Linked DNA regions of Sus scrofa: regions 1 and 2 are each linked to region 3. The links are chromatin contacts, called in public Hi-C and HiChIP or PLAC-seq maps. All regions are on one chromosome and are shown on one strand. Each heading gives the region's core, a stretch centred on a gene start, on an enhancer-like site or on the middle of the called end of the contact. The rest is flanking DNA. Distances are from core to core; before and after follow the strand shown.

Region 1 (2,700 bases), core at 188-2,687, 620 kb after region 3:
TTTGAAAGCAGGGGCTCCGTCACATTATTTTGTGCATCTCAACGTGTTTCAAACATTATAAACAGATCAACTGAGTTTTTTAATTCATTACTTATAAGCCCAGTAAATGAAGGTCAAAATTTTACCAACAACTGGAATCCATGAGCATGTAGGTTCCACTTAAATACACTAAAACAGAGAGAGAGAGTAAGACAGAGTCAGAGACAGAGAGAAAAAGAGAGACAGAGGGAGACAGAGACAGAGATAAAGACACAGAGAGATATAAAGAAGGAGAGAGAAAGAGACAGAAAGAGAATTTTTTTTTTTTTAACTTTTTAGGGCCACACCTGCGGCATGTAGAATTCCCAGGTTAGGGTCTAATCAGAGCTGCAGCTGCCAGCCTGGACCACAGCCACAGCAATGTGGGATGTGAGCCACATCTGCCACCTACACCACAGCTCATGTCAGTGCTGGATCCTTAAACCCACTAGGGATCAAACCCACATCCTCACAGTTACTAGTTGGATTCATTTCCAATGCTCCACAATGGGAACTTCCAAAGAAATTTAATGAGGTTTCTCAATCCATTCTGGATTAGTCTAGCCCTTAGCAAGTCTTTCCTTACTCTGAATTAAAATCTTTCTGTGATTTCCACTGGCCATTCCTAAGTGCTCCCAATAAAGTATCATAGCAAAAGTTGCAACCTCTTCAACAGAAGAGCATCTGTAAGTTAGAAGACAGTGCTCATTTTTAGCCCTTTCATCCCTTTAAACAGCATCAGTCATTCCTCCAAACCTTCTGATTCCCCAGTGTCTTGCCCTCCTGGGACAAGTCAGCCTAATCCAGGTTCTGGACATTGTTCACCTGTTTTCAAATCCTGGCTCCACAGCTTGGTATGATCCCTGAACCTCAGTGTCCTCATCTGTAGAATGGAAATGATTATAATAATAGCACCTGCTGATCTTTCTATTGTGGGAACGAAATAGATAACACACACAGCATGCATAGTAATAGAGTGACAAGCACTGAACAAGCACTCAAAAATGTTAGAGATAAATACTCCAGGTGGCAACAGACCCAAGGAACCAGTGCCAAGGGGGCCCACAGTGCCCTCAGAATTGAATCATTTCTGTTAATAAAACCTCACTGGGTTAGTTTTAGAGCTGCCACAGCCCCTGACAACTCTTGGGCTTGCGGTCAATCAAAATCTTAAGATCTTTTACATTTTTTTTTCACTTCAGCTGCTGTCAAACCTGCTCTCCCACATCCTATACTTTAAAAATCAATTTTCTGAAACTAAAAGCAGAACCATATATTTATCCTTATTAAATTTTCTGCAAATCAGTTTGGCCTATCATTCTAACATGTCAAGATAAGTTTAAGTCTTGATTCTGTCATCTGACCTATTAGTCACCCTTCCCAACCCTATGTCATCTCCAGATGTGATAATTTTCCTTTTTTTTCTGTTCATGCAGCTCTCAGATAAAATTCTGAACAAACTCAAGGCCAAGGACAGAGCCCTGCAGTACTGTTGACATTCTTTGGGCAACAGTCCAACATTCTAATTTTATGGATGAGGAAAGTGAGATTCGGAAGCCCATCATCATACAATACAGCCTGTTGACTCTTTCCCAATGTGTGTACCTTGGAACAGCAATCCCCTGAGAGATTTTCCACAACAAGGGGTTTTTATGGCCAAGTACGTTTGGAAAATCATGCACGCTCTGTTTCCTCTTGGAGATTGGCAGTGCTCAAGAGCACACTTCAGATTTTGTGAAGTACTACAGTCAAGAATCCTATTTAGCTTGTTTAGCTCAGAATTTTTCAAATGAGTTTGACCACAAAATCCTATTTTCATGTAATAACTCTTAACATCCCATAGAACCAGTGGCCCGTAGTTGGCTGCAAATAGACACATCTTGAACATGAGATCCGTGTCACTCGCTTGTTGTATGAGTTAGGTCCTGCGGTCCCTAGGTTCTGAGTTTTGTGACTTCCCAATGAAAAATAAGAAGGGAAGGAGCTTTGGAAAAGAAGAGATTAAAGAAGGGGAGTGTCGTGTGACAAAAAGGCAGGAATCAAGGTAGGGGAAGCCCTCCCCCCCGCCTCCATGTGTTCAAAGCAGCAGTGAAAAGAGGAGCCCAGGGCAGAATTCCTAGAAGATTCCAACCCTCTGCCTCCCACCCTCACCCCTCACAGGTTTCCATCAGGCTCTGCCTCGAGACCATCAGGACTAGTCTCATTATGCTTTTATCGTATCAGTCGTCCCAAGAACCAGGATTCCCAGGGGGCTTAATCACCAGTTTTTCAAGAAGACTCCCCTGATTTAAAGATGCACTTTCTCCATCTGGCACCCCTCTCCCTTCCCTGCTTTATTTTTTTCTGTAGCATTTACTACCATATGACATAATATGTATTTCATCAGTTTATTTGCTAGATTTGTTTATTGTCTGGATCCTTCTACTAGAGAATAAGCTCCATGCTGGCAGGAATATTTATTTCATTCACTGCTTTATTCTGAGCACTTAGAATAGTATGTAGCTGATAGTTGGTGCTCAATAAATATGAAAACACCAGTCAGCTCAAGCCAGGGGGCCTAAATAAATTATAGCCTCTCAAAGGGCAAGGATCACATCTTGGGTTTTCTTTGACTTATTTATGACATGATACCATCTGCTGAGTGGGTCTTTATTACAGTAGAAATGAATATTATTACTCAGA
Region 2 (2,700 bases), core at 43-2,542, 980 kb after region 3:
TCCAGGCTAGACCTTGAGGCAGAGGCACCCAGCTGAGCTGTACCCAGATTCCTGACACACAGAAACTGTGAAATACTAAATGTTCATTATTTAAAGCAACGGTCTTGGGGTACTCTGTTACACAGCAATAGATAACCAACTATAACTGCGTCCTCTGTGGAACCCATATAAATGATTGCTGAATTAAGGGATTAAATAAATGCTGAGGATTATAAAATCCTCTTATCATCCAAGAAGAAAAATAAAAAAATAAAAATAAAATGTCTAAGTCTTGTTCAAGTCACTGGACACAAGCTATTCCTTCTGTATGCTCAGGTCCTAAATAAGCCTCACATCAAGACCAGTCACCATGAACACATGCATAGAGTTCACAGCTGAGTGGAGCTTACAGATCAGGGTGACATTCATTAGACAACATAATCAAGTAATTAATTACAAAATGAAGGAGTTTTTTAAATTGGTCTTCATAGGGCATGTTTCATAGGCTACCTACGCTGTCAATCCCCACCATGGCAAAATATTGCTGCTACTTCTGGGGCTCCTTCCTCCTTCTAGGCACTATATGAGGTCTTTATATGATTTCCTCATGCAATCTTCACTACACCCCATGAAGTAGGCATATTATTATCCCATCTCACTAATGAATAAATGGAAGTTCTGAGAAGTAAAGTGATTTGTCCAAGGTCATACAGTCATTAAGTGGCTCATATGTGCCTATGTACAAGGTCAATGTCCTTCACAGCTTCCTACTTTTCTAATTATCTAAGTTAAATATCCTAGAAAATTCACTCCATGGGTTTAAAGTAAGGATCAACAATGTTCACATTAGGCAGAGCTGCTGCATTTATTTTCTTTAAGTTTCAGGGGCAAAAAAAAAAAAGTTAATAATTTTTAAGCAGCAGGGGAACTGGAGGTGACTACCCAGGGTAGTTCAGAGATAAATGTTTTCTGAGACCAGATCGCTTGAGTTCCAATCCCAGAGCCACTAATTACCAACGGTGTGACCTTGGACAGATCTTACCTTCCCACACTTCATTTCCTTAATAATAGTATCCTGTGAGGATTAAACAAGGTAACCCAGTGTATATAAAGCAGTTAAAACAGTGTCTGGCACAGAATGAGCACTCAATTTTGGATTCAGAATGAAAGTACAACTGACAGTTTACTTAATGGGGTTCTCGAGAAGATTCAATGAGATAATATTTAAGTGCTCAGACCAGTGCCCAGAACCAAGTAAGCAAACTGCTCGGTGAAGTCTCCTGCTGGCTGCCCATGACTCAGAGGAAGGGGGTTTGGCAGCCAGTGCTGTGCCTGCAACAGTGATCACAGCTTTAAGATGAACCCTGCGTGGACTGCCATCTAGATGTCTGAGGTCACGGCATCCATCAAAAGCTCTGGTCTAACTGAACAATGGTCCTATGTTGCATGCTTACTTTCATTTGTTACAGAAGCCCTGGGGTGGGGTCTCTGCAGAACTACCCTAGGTGGAAAAAAATTAATTAAATAAGGCCAAAGATTCTTTGGTTTCTTTCCACATTACCAGTGGTTTGCCTCACCAGCCCACAAAGAAACAAGAATTCAGGGATTGAGTAACTTCTCAGTTGGTGCGCTGAAGAATGGGGAGGCAGAAGGGAGTAGTAATTACAGACATGGAATTTGGAGTCAGGCAAAACTGCATTCAAATTCCAGCTTCTAACCCTTCCTTACATATGACCCTGGCTGAGTAGCTTAAACTTCCTAAGCCTGGTTTCTCATGGGTAAAAGGGAGATAAAAATAGTATTTTCCTTATAGGTTTTTGTGGAAGAATAAAACATGATAATATAAGGTGTTAATTATAAAAAAAAAATGAAACTCGGATTTCCCATTGTAGCCCAGCCGGTTAAGGACCCAACATTGTCTCTGTGAGGATGAAGATCCGACCCCTGGCCTCACTCAGTGGGTTAAGGATCCAGCATTTCCACAAGCTGCAGCAGGGGCAGCAGATGTGGCTCACATCTAGAGTTGCTGTGGCTGTGACATAGGCCTCAGCTGCAGCTCCCATTTGACCCCTAGCCTGGGAACTTTCATATGCCACAGGAGCAGCCAAAAAAAAAAAAAAAAAAAATAGCCAGCACCTACTGAGTGCTGATCCAGCCAAGGGCTTTCTATGTCGTATTTATGTCTCACAACAATCCAAAATATATACTGCTATTAGTCCCATTTTATAGATAATGTTTGAGATAACCGAGTCACTTGCTGGCATAGTCACTTTTAAGTCAAGCCTTAGAGAGTCCAGGAAATAATATTCTTTAAGTGGTAATTATTATTTCCTTTTGGGTCATCAATTCCTCAGTGATTCAAACCATTCATTATTTCTTATATGCCCAACTTTATGAATCCAGGGCCTGTGAGAAAAAACCAAGCAAGATAAGTTATGAATTTCCCCTTCATAGAGTTTTTAGTTTGATTGTTTAAACAAGACATAGGCACCTGACAAATTGTTGCTCCCATCTCCAAATCCTCCATAATAACCAGAGTCCTACACATCCGATATTCAAGTTTCCCCCTCATATGTGACTTTCCCAAATCATACCTCCATTACGTGAAGTTAACATTATTTCTCACTGGCATATTTGTTAAGAGTACTGAAGATGATCTAATGTATTAGAGATACGGTGATGAAAACCATATATTTACCACTCCTGAGCAAATACTCAGCA
Region 3 (2,700 bases), core at 108-2,607:
TTTAGAAGTCTGGAAGTAGCTCCCACTTTCCTGCTCTGCCAAGAGCACAAAGCATAACTTCTGCCTGTCTCCATTCCATTCAACATGGGCATGTGTACTTTTCCATCACTGACCCCATGAGTTTCCTAAATCAAAGGGCCAAGGAAAGCCGGCAGAAAGGGGACCTGGATTTCTGGCAGAGAATTTCCCCGAAGGAGTCCTTAGCAGATTTGGCTGCAGTCAGGGAGTTCCTTTGAGGGCAATGAAACAGAAGTTCGGCCTGTGCTTATTAGAGGTTACAACCCGCTAAAAAATGATGGCCGCATTACCCAGAAACATCTAGCTATTTCCTTTGCCAGCCACAAGCATATATGCTGAAAGGTCTGAAGTAGGAGACCATTTCTTCTTCCCTTCCTCCCTCCGATGATCGTTCCCTCCTTCCTCCGTCTCTCTCTTCCTTGACAGGTGGCAGGTGACAGAAGTTGGGCAAAGGTTTGTCCAAGCCCCTCATTTTAACAGAAAGAATGAGGAGGAGAGAAACCCTACACCAAATAACTAATCAGAGACATTGTTGTTGCTTTGTTCGTTACTCTAAAGAAAAACTATTGTGGAGGGGATAAGGGGGTGGGGGTTGAATTCGAGTAAAATTTAAAATGCATCATGGCACAGCTCCAGGGAGAGCATCCGTTCCGCCGTTTACACTTTACATGAAGTGCTCCGGAGAAGTGAGCATGTGAGGACAGTGCCTAACGCCGGCGCCCTCCAGGCTAATCGCCGCCCTTCAGGCTAAATGCTGCCGAGCGAGAAGCATTTCGGAGGCTTGACTATGGGTAGAGCACTGGTCCCCACTCCCTGCGGATCCATAGCGCCTCGCTTGCCTGGGCCCAGGGTCCACTCCTCCCTGCCAGCGTGGAGGCAGTGTGCCCTCCGCAGACTCCCAATACCGATCTCGCGCACCCATTTTCCAACCCACCACCCCCTCCTCAAAGCGAAGAGGTGGGCACCTGGGATGCACGTCCTGCTTTTTCTGCCCGGGCTCTCCTGTCTCCTCCACATTTGCCCCCGACGTCCCAGAACAGCGGAGCAGAACTCGGCATCCGCCCAGCGAGGGCGCAGCCTGTGCGCCTCTAGCGCTTTCAGGGCGCGGCGAGGATGTTAAACCGACCGCAAAGGCCAGGATGCAGACCCCAACTCAAATCCTGCTCCCCTTCTTTCTGTCTCCCTTCTGCCCGAGTCTGCCCAGCTCAGCCCCGCTCCTCCCCAGCTCGGATGTCGGTGCTCGGAGATTCTTCGTTTGCCACTTTGCGAGGAACTTTGGCCGGCTCCCCTGCGCCACCCGAGGAGGGATGTTAGTGAGCTAGCAAGGCCCTACGCTGAGAGCTGGAAGGCACCTATGCTGCGATTGGCTGCGGCGAGGCGGAAGGATGACGTTATGCAAATGAGGGGGCGGCCCCTTGAGGCGCCGGCCCCGCCTCCTCCCTTTGGGGTTAGTGTGCCTGTGTTTAGCTCTGGGGAGAGTCAAACTGGATTCCATAGGGAAAGCCTGCAAATCACTTCTATTTTAGCAAGAAGAAAACAGAATCTCCATTCAGCAGGGTCCACTTCTCTCTCTTTCTCCCTCTCCTCTCCTCTCCTTTCCTCTCCTCTCCTCTCTTTCTGTCTTTCCCTACCCCCCTCCCCCTCCCCCCCATCCCACTCTCCCTCTCTGGTGTATCTGTCTACAGCAACCAGCGTCCTCCTCATCTACACGCACTGAAAGGAAAGAAATATCTTTGGTTGGGAGAGAAGGAGGAAAAAAAAAGAGAGGAAAAACTTGCCTGGTTGTGGAAAATGACACTTGAAGTAGCAAAGCCGGCAGCGCGAGTTGAGTCTATTGTTTCTTAAATTGCCACCAGGGCTTTTTTTTTTTTTTTTTTTTTTTTTTTTTTTTTTTTTTTCTTCCTGCTTCTTCAAGTGAACGGTACCTCTTCAAAAGGAAACTCCAGCCCCTCCTGTCCTCCACCGGCTTGTGATCATTACAAAAAAAAAAAAAAAAAAAAAAAAAAAAAAAAAAAAAAAAAAAAAAAAAAAAAAAAAAAAAAGCAAAAAAAAAAAAGCAGAAAAAAAAAGCACCCAAACCAAAAATTAACCAACCAAACAACCCCCAACAGCCAAGCATACATCTCTATTTTTTTTTATTTTGGTCTTTTTGTTGGATTTTCCCTTCTTTTTTTTCTCCGTTTTTTTTTTTTTTCGCGTTATCGCTCAGTTTTGAGCGAAGGTTTACATTTTTTAAAAATTTGCTTTCCAGCCCGCCTTGATCTTCTAGCGCGAGTTCATCGACTCAAAAAAAAAAAAAAAAAAATCTCTGGCTGGCGTTTTTCTTTCCTTTTTTTTTTTTTTTTTTTTTTTTTTTTTAATTTTCAAGGGGGAGGAGATTTTCCACAAGAAAAGGTTGTTTTCATGTTTGGGATTCAGGAAAGCATCCAACGGAGTGGAAGCAGCATGAAGGAAGAGCCGCTGGGCAGCGGCATGAACGCGGTGCGGACGTGGATGCAGGGCGCCGGGGTGCTGGACGCCAACACGGCGGCGCAGAGGTGGGTACCGCACGGGGACCGCGGCCGGGGAGGCGAGCTGCGAGCAGTAGAGCTGGGAGGCGGTAGCGGCCGTGGCCACGACGGGCCCGGCCGCGCTACTGCGTCTGCCGCTCGGCTCTGTTCGCCTCTGGGGCTCGGTGCTCCC

Evidence for each region. A called contact is a pair of places that touch in the nucleus more often than the background predicts. HiChIP or PLAC-seq counts read pairs in DNA pulled down with a chosen protein or histone mark.
Region 1: an H3K27ac HiChIP or PLAC-seq map of skeletal muscle shows a contact between it and region 3, with 12 times the contacts expected there. The contact joins the enhancer-like site here to the promoter of EBF1 in region 3. A contact is called at or near these places in 6 of 47 Hi-C or Micro-C datasets (mesenteric adipose tissue, omental adipose tissue, retroperitoneal adipose tissue and 2 more) and 1 of 2 datasets of contacts at active chromatin or transcription factors (skeletal muscle).
Region 2: a contact with region 3 is called in a Hi-C map of embryonic fibroblasts, with 2.5 times the contacts expected there. The contact joins the enhancer-like site here to the promoter of EBF1 in region 3. A contact is called at or near these places in 11 of 47 Hi-C or Micro-C datasets (brain, embryonic fibroblasts, fetal heart ventricle and 7 more) and 1 of 2 datasets of contacts at active chromatin or transcription factors (skeletal muscle).

What each region holds. Positions count from the first base shown.
Region 1 is chr16:64,976,489-64,979,188 of Sscrofa11.1, forward strand. The region is part of intron 4 of LOC106506547 (a long non-coding RNA gene); the gene reads right to left. Among named protein-coding and RNA genes, the nearest start is that of CLINT1, 520 kb to the right of the region's middle. Within about 2 kb of position 1,438, at least 10 of the 83 cell types and tissues checked have an H3K27ac peak or open chromatin away from gene starts, as enhancers often do. A contact at or near this core is called in retroperitoneal adipose tissue and skeletal muscle, where this site is marked.
Region 2 is chr16:65,336,534-65,339,233 of Sscrofa11.1, forward strand. All of the region lies in intron 3 of LOC110257284 (a long non-coding RNA gene), which reads right to left. Among named protein-coding and RNA genes, the nearest start is that of CLINT1, 160 kb to the right of the region's middle. Within about 2 kb of position 1,293, at least 3 of the 83 cell types and tissues checked have an H3K27ac peak or open chromatin away from gene starts, as enhancers often do. A contact at or near this core is called in embryonic fibroblasts, where this site is marked.
Region 3 is chr16:64,356,654-64,359,353 of Sscrofa11.1, forward strand. EBF1 (transcription factor COE1) reads left to right here and starts at 1,358. Exons shown (of 17, transcript XM_005672579.3): 1 at 1,358-1,465; 2 at 2,437-2,555. The coding sequence starts at 1,373.